Regions from separate parts of the Ovis aries genome. Here region 2 is linked to region 1. A link is a contact called in public Hi-C data. All regions are on one chromosome and are shown on one strand. Each heading gives the region's core, a stretch centred on a gene start, on an enhancer-like site or on the middle of the called end of the contact. The rest is flanking DNA. Distances are from core to core; before and after follow the strand shown.

Region 1 (3,030 bases), core at 281-2,780:
TATTGTAGAAAGAAAACCACTGGTTTGTTCCTACATTTTAGTGTTTGTGTGGAGGGAGGAGAACATTTCTGATTAAGTTGAACTTACTGGTGGCTGGAATCATTGTATTAAAAATAGAGTGCGTAGATACATACATGGCGCATAGAGCTTCCTTCTGAGCCGCAAGAGTGGCATGACAGGTAGCGGCTGCTTTTCTGGACAAGTTTGTCTCCTCTTTTTCCAGATGAATGCTTCTGGGTTTCCACTGATCTCGTTCTCCAGCAGTATGTTGGGTAACACTAAGGGGAAGAATTGTAGGCTAGGTTAGGGGGGGACAACTCGAAGGTGTTTGATGTGCCTGTGACAGTCATTGCTCCATGTATTTATCTCTAGTTTATGCAAGTACTAATTGGCAGACTAAACCTAGGCTTCTCTGCTTGGTCTGATCTCAAACGTGTCACCTCCTCCTGCTCCCTGACTGTGTTTGAGATTTCTCCTCTGGCTCGATGTGCTGTCTTTTTTTATTTTTTATTTTTTTAATGTTCGTGGAAAATCAAGTGTTGTTTGTTGGTTGGTCTGTTTGATGTGTCGAAGGTGAAAAGGTGTTTATTTAATATTTCTAATTTTTTTGTACTTTTTGGAATTTTATTCATTATATAAAAGTACACATTATCCTTTTTATAGATTTTTGCCTTTTAGAGAGGTTTAAAGCCCTGTGTGTTATTTATTGGTTTAACTTGAGTATTGCTCTCCTTGCAGTAATGACTTTCGCTTTCCTTTTAATTTGATTTTTCCTGTTAACATGTTTTTGCTTATTGCCTTTAGCCTTTTTGTGTGATTTTTGTTATGCTTACCATTGTGGGCAGGGGAATGCCCGGATTCAATTTCGTTTTATTAAAAAAATGCTGGTTATAGCCCATTAAATTGATTTCATAGGCTACAGCCAGCAGTTGGAAAACACCTGAGAGAAGTATTTTTCTGTATAGAAAGTTCATTTATTTCTGAGTACAGCAGACCTAGATCTGAGCCCCACGTTTCTTATTTACTGGGTAACTCTTAGCCAGTTACTTCTTTCTCTGACCCTCAATTTCTTCTGTAAAATTGGAATATCTACTTTCATATTTTTTCTGAAGAGCAAAAGATAATGTAGGAAACAAGCCTGGTGCAGGGACTAAATAAAGCTGTCTGATAGCATTTTGCACCATGAATCTGTTGCCCTTAATTTCTTAAATCCAAAAATTTAAAACCACAGGAGAGAACGGTAGAAGGCCCCCATGTTTTCTGAGGCCTTTCCTGAGGTTTGCAGTTTTGCTTTGGTTTCTGTTTTTGCTTTACCTCAGGAGTAAAGATGTTTCTGATATGAATCTTACACTGATAAGCATTTACCATGAAGCCAGAATGCAGAATTTGTAGCATTTTAAAAGTAGGAAGTTGATTCCTCTTATGTAACTCTTTAAAGTAGAGAATTTTCCAAGTGAAGCATATTCTGTGTTAGTTGGTGGCACCTACTGGCAGAGATGAATCACTGCTTAGAGCCTGCCTCGCCTTTCTAGAGACTAACCCCATGTGGCAGGCTGGGGAGGTGACTGGAAACAGGAGAGGAATGCATTGTGTGTAGCAAAGTGGACATTCCCTTTGCCCCCAGAAAGGGTTTGTCTGGTGAAATCGGAGGAGGGGGGTCATGCCGTGTTACTGCCCTAGTCAGGGTTGTGCAGCGCTCTTATTAAGAGCTTGTGAAAGGGGGTGGCCATATCCAACAAATTTGGGAAAGCTAGGTTAAACTAACCTAGCCTCACTTTTTAACTAAGAGGTATTACTAAAGAGATATCTTTAGTGTCTCTTTTCTGATCAACTTATTTTTTATCGAAGGATAGTTGCTTTGCAGAGCTCACCTCTAGTGTCTTGATGAGGTGTGCCATCGTCTCTGGGAGTGGGGTCGGGGCACCGCTCATGTGACGCACCACGTTTGTCAAACATAATTAGGCCATAGGATCCTGTTCTCTCTGAGCATCGCTTGTGTTAACCTGGAATACTCTTTGGAAATGATCTTCTGGTTAGTGTAGCTTGAGAGGAGCATTTTCATTTTGGCATCTTCTCCTGAAAGTGACCAAGTGAAGGTGCTCAGTCGTGTCCGACTCTTTGCGACCCCGTGGACTGTAGCCTACCACGCTCCTCCATCCACGGGGTTTTCCAGGCAAGAGCACTGGAGTGGATTGCCATTTCCTTCTCCAGAGGACCTTCCTGACCCGGGGATTGAACCCAGGTCGTCTGCATTGTAGGCAGACGCTTTACCGTCTGAGCCACAAGGGAAGTCCTTTTATAAGAGAAGGAACAGATATTAGATTCTCATGGTATTTGGTAGTTTGGAAATACCTCGTGTTGGGGCAGAGTCTGTTAACAGAGGTATCAGTGCTATTTCCTTAGGATGGTGGTACTACATGGACTACATCATTTTGCCATAGCAGTAATTTTAAAGCAGAGATAGACATAAAAATTACTGGGAGAACTTTAAATCAAAGTGAAGCACATGAACCTAGGCTCCATCCACCCTGGCCTCCTGTTTGGTCAAAGACATGCTTTGTTATTTTATCACATTTGAGACACCTTCAAGATCTAATGAAAACTGGATCTTTCTGGAGGAATGTATACACACTTCCGTGTATGACTTCATGATATGTATCACCCTCATGCATACCCCAAAGCCCAAGAATCTCTAGTATAAAGAACTTCTTATATCAAGGTTTCCTGTATAGGAATTGAATGGCAAGCAGGATTTATCCCAGAATTTAGATACATGTGTACTCCATGAATTACTTGACCGTAGATTAAACTGTGTTTAAAGAAATCACATATTGACACAGGGGTCAAAGGAAAGAAGCCTGAAGAGAAAGGCCAGAACTGAGATGGCAGTGTTTTTTAGTGTATTTTCCCAGGAAGGTGAGTTTAGGCGCTCACACCCCTAGAGCAGTGGCTTTCACGTGGAGGGGCCAGTTTTGTTGCCCCGCATCCCCTATCCCCAGCCCCTGACATTTGGCAGTCATTTGGAGATGC
Region 2 (3,030 bases), core at 269-2,768, 83 kb before region 1:
TAACTTGATCCTTGGAAACGGAACGATTTCTAGGTCATCTAATTCCTTCACTTTACAGGTGCAGAGAATGCGAAACACTTGAGAACGGCCAACATTTGGAAGCTGGCCTGATACAACTGGACCGGTAGTAATGCTATGAGATGATAAACCTGGCCGTCTTAGCTGGCTTTGTGTTCCTCTGTTAAATATAATTTCAGAGAACAATTAACGGTAGACAAAGCCATTCTGAGACCATGACAGAGCAATACAAAAGCAATACCCCTCCTTAATTACATTTGAACACAGATAAAACATATACATTGTCCAAACCATAAAAAATGACCAAACATCCCCCAGCCTGGCTAATGAGGGACTCCTGCTTCTCTACCAATTAGAGTTTTAGCCTCATTCTAGCATTCTTTCTTTCTAGGTAAGGTTTATTGGGATAGCCAATCAGAGAATTACCCCACTTCCTGACAGCATCTTATCTAGAATAAAGCCCCACTTCCTTAAACCCTCTTCCAAACCACCTGACAACTCCTTCTGAGATGCTCTACGGTTCTTCGTGGTGTGTGTCCTCCCTTCCCGCACCCAGTAGTAAACTCCACTTGTTCAGCTATGGGTGTGCCTTTGCTCCCCTTTGTTAGAGGGTACTGACAGACGACAACGTTCACACAGAGCTGAAGGCAGAATTCACTGGAAGGCGTCTCCAGCTGTATTCCTTCTTAGCACCTGTCACTCCTGCGATTAATGCCTGTCTTCCCCTCCCTGGAATTAAGCTCCTTCAGCAGAGAGGCCTTGTCTGTAAGGTTCAGAGTTGAATTTCCAGTGCCTACCCTGGTACCCAGCAGAGGCTGGAAGTTTGGAAACATATTTTCTGAACAAATCAATGAAAGGGGCTCAATATACACGGATCCCCTTTCATTTCTCAGTTCCTCCCGGTACGTGGTGTATATAGACCATAAACCTTCTCCTCCCCTACTAACTTTCCGACACGCCTAGGACGCCTACCCGTCTGCCTGAGATTCTGCCGTTCGTGGGCCGCTCTCCCACGCCTGAGCCCCAAGACCACCCCCTCCTGTCGCACGTCGAACCCACCTGTCGTCCACACCTCACCCTATCGTAAACGCTAGCGGACCAGTCGCGCCGCTACTTCAGCGTCGAGTGGGCGCTGCAGACATCGAGCGCGCATGTGCGGAAATCGGTCGCAGTATCTCTGACAAGTGAAGAGTTGCCTCGGAGTTTCGGTGCCGGTCCGGGTAGCCTCGGGCTGCCAGGAAGTCAGGAGCAGGCAGCCGGAAGGAGAACCCGAGAGCAGGGCTTTCTGGGACATGTAGTTGGGCCGCTGCCCAGGCCCCACTTTGAGAGAGCCCTTAAATCTTCAGGTCTGCAGGTCTCGCATTCACAGTCCAGTGCTGCTTTCCGCTCCGAATTCCGCTTCGAGCAGCCGGGAGAGAGTGGCCTGCTGCCGGACTCTCGTCCCCACAACGCTCTGCGTCGCTCGCGGCGCCTGCCGGGAGCTGTAGTCCTCGCTCTGCGTACTGCGTTCGCCGAGGGGGAGGGCGGAGCTGCCGGCGGCCCGGGCGGGCTGGCAGCGAGAGTGGGTGCGAGAGCCGCCTCCGCCTCTGCCGCCTCCGCCGTCGCCTCCTCCGCCCGGGCCGTTCGCTGCTGCGCGGGGAGAGCGAGGCGGGGCCGCCGGGGCCGCCATGGAGCCCGACTCGGTGATTGAGGACAAGACCATCGAGCTCATGGTGAGTGCGGCCCGCTGGACCGTCCGTTCTTCCGTCCGACCGGCCCCGGGCGGGCCTGCCCACCTCAACGTCCGGCGCGAGGCCAGCCCTGGCCCTTCCCTGCTGCCTCGGCCCGGACCTGGGCCCCCCGCCTTGCCTGGCCTCTGGCCCGGCGCGGTTCCTCCGGATCCCTCGAGCTCACAGGCCGGACCCGGCCCGGCCCCCTCCATGCCCCTCGGTTTTCCTCCCACCCTCCCTCCCTTCTATCTCCGGGCCCGTCCCTCGAACGACCCTCGCTGGCTTAGGCTGTGGCCTTAGCTCACACTCACTCTAGCATCCCGGTTCCCTCTTTAGAAGGTTTTGTTTTTTTTTTTTCCCTTCTCTGTTTCTCCAGTCCAGGCCTGCATCGCTCTTGCCAGCCCCACTCAGGCCGAGTGAGATGGTGATGGGAGAGGGTACTGAGTAGATCTCCAGGGCCGTAGCCTCCGCATCCCGGAAGGGGTCTCAGCACCCTCGTCTCGACCTAGGGCTGTATTGATGCCGGCATCGGCCCTATGGGGGAGGAGGTGGAGAGCTTTCGGGTTGGAGGCTGTGACCGAAAAGGGGCCTCTTTCCCGGCCCCCTGTGGTGTCCGGCTTCTCGGACAAAGGGTTTCCTACTCGGCCGAGAGGGATGTTTGCAGAGCAAGGCCGTAGGTACTCTGGATTCCATCTCCCTGGAAAGAGAAACTGTAACTTCACGTTTTCCTGAGCTGCTTTGGGAAAATTGGGGAGGAGGGGGGAGGGGCTGTCCTCATCACTGCCGCCAGTTCTTTCTTCTAGAAAAAAAAGGAGAGGGGAGCCTACGGCCCAGGGGAAGCGATCTCTCTTCTGTTTAGAAACCTTTGGTAGCCAGGCCAGACTCTCTGAACCCACCAACACCCCAGCCCCCTTCCGCCTTAGGACTTGGATCCAGAATGGGTTTTTAGAAACAGGACCACGAGAGAGTGGCTAGTGGAAACGAAAAATTTGCTACTTGGTGGATGATTTGGCGCAAAAAGTAGAATATGGCAGCTGTTACTGCCAGTTTGAACATTAGGGAAATCAAACTGGGCTCTAGAGAGTTGGGAGGGGGAAGTCTTTGCCTCAGCAAATGAACATGCCCAGGTTTTCTTCCTGTGGAAACCTTGACAGTGTCTTTGTATCTCTCCAAACAGTAACCTCTTCTACCGTAGGGTTGAGAAGAAAGATGAAAGAATCTACTTAACACAGCAAAATGTTTTCCTAGCCAGATTTTCTCCAGTGTGAAAATGTTTATTGAGTCAGTGATTCCACTGGGTAGG

What was found. Hi-C and Micro-C count contacts between places; a contact is called where the count stands out from the background.
Region 2: a Hi-C map of liver shows a contact between it and region 1, with 3 times the contacts expected there. The contact joins the promoter of FBXW11 here to the enhancer-like site in region 1. A contact is called at or near these places in 7 of 16 Hi-C or Micro-C datasets (blood, hypothalamus, liver and 3 more).

Annotation. Positions count from the first base shown.
Region 1 is chr16:3,891,926-3,894,955 of ARS-UI_Ramb_v3.0, reverse strand. The region is part of intron 2 of FBXW11 (F-box and WD repeat domain containing 11); the gene reads left to right. Among named protein-coding and RNA genes, the nearest start is that of FBXW11, 83 kb to the left of the region's middle. Within about 2 kb of position 1,530, at least 13 of the 54 cell types and tissues checked have an H3K27ac peak or open chromatin away from gene starts, as enhancers often do. A contact at or near this core is called in liver, where this site is marked.
Region 2 is chr16:3,975,325-3,978,354 of ARS-UI_Ramb_v3.0, reverse strand. It overlaps FBXW11 (F-box and WD repeat domain containing 11), which reads left to right and starts at 1,518. Exons shown (of 14, transcript XM_042233672.2): 1 at 1,518-1,730. LOC105602450 (a long non-coding RNA gene) reads right to left here and starts at 1,254. Exons shown (of 3, transcript XR_009596741.1): 1 at 1,078-1,254.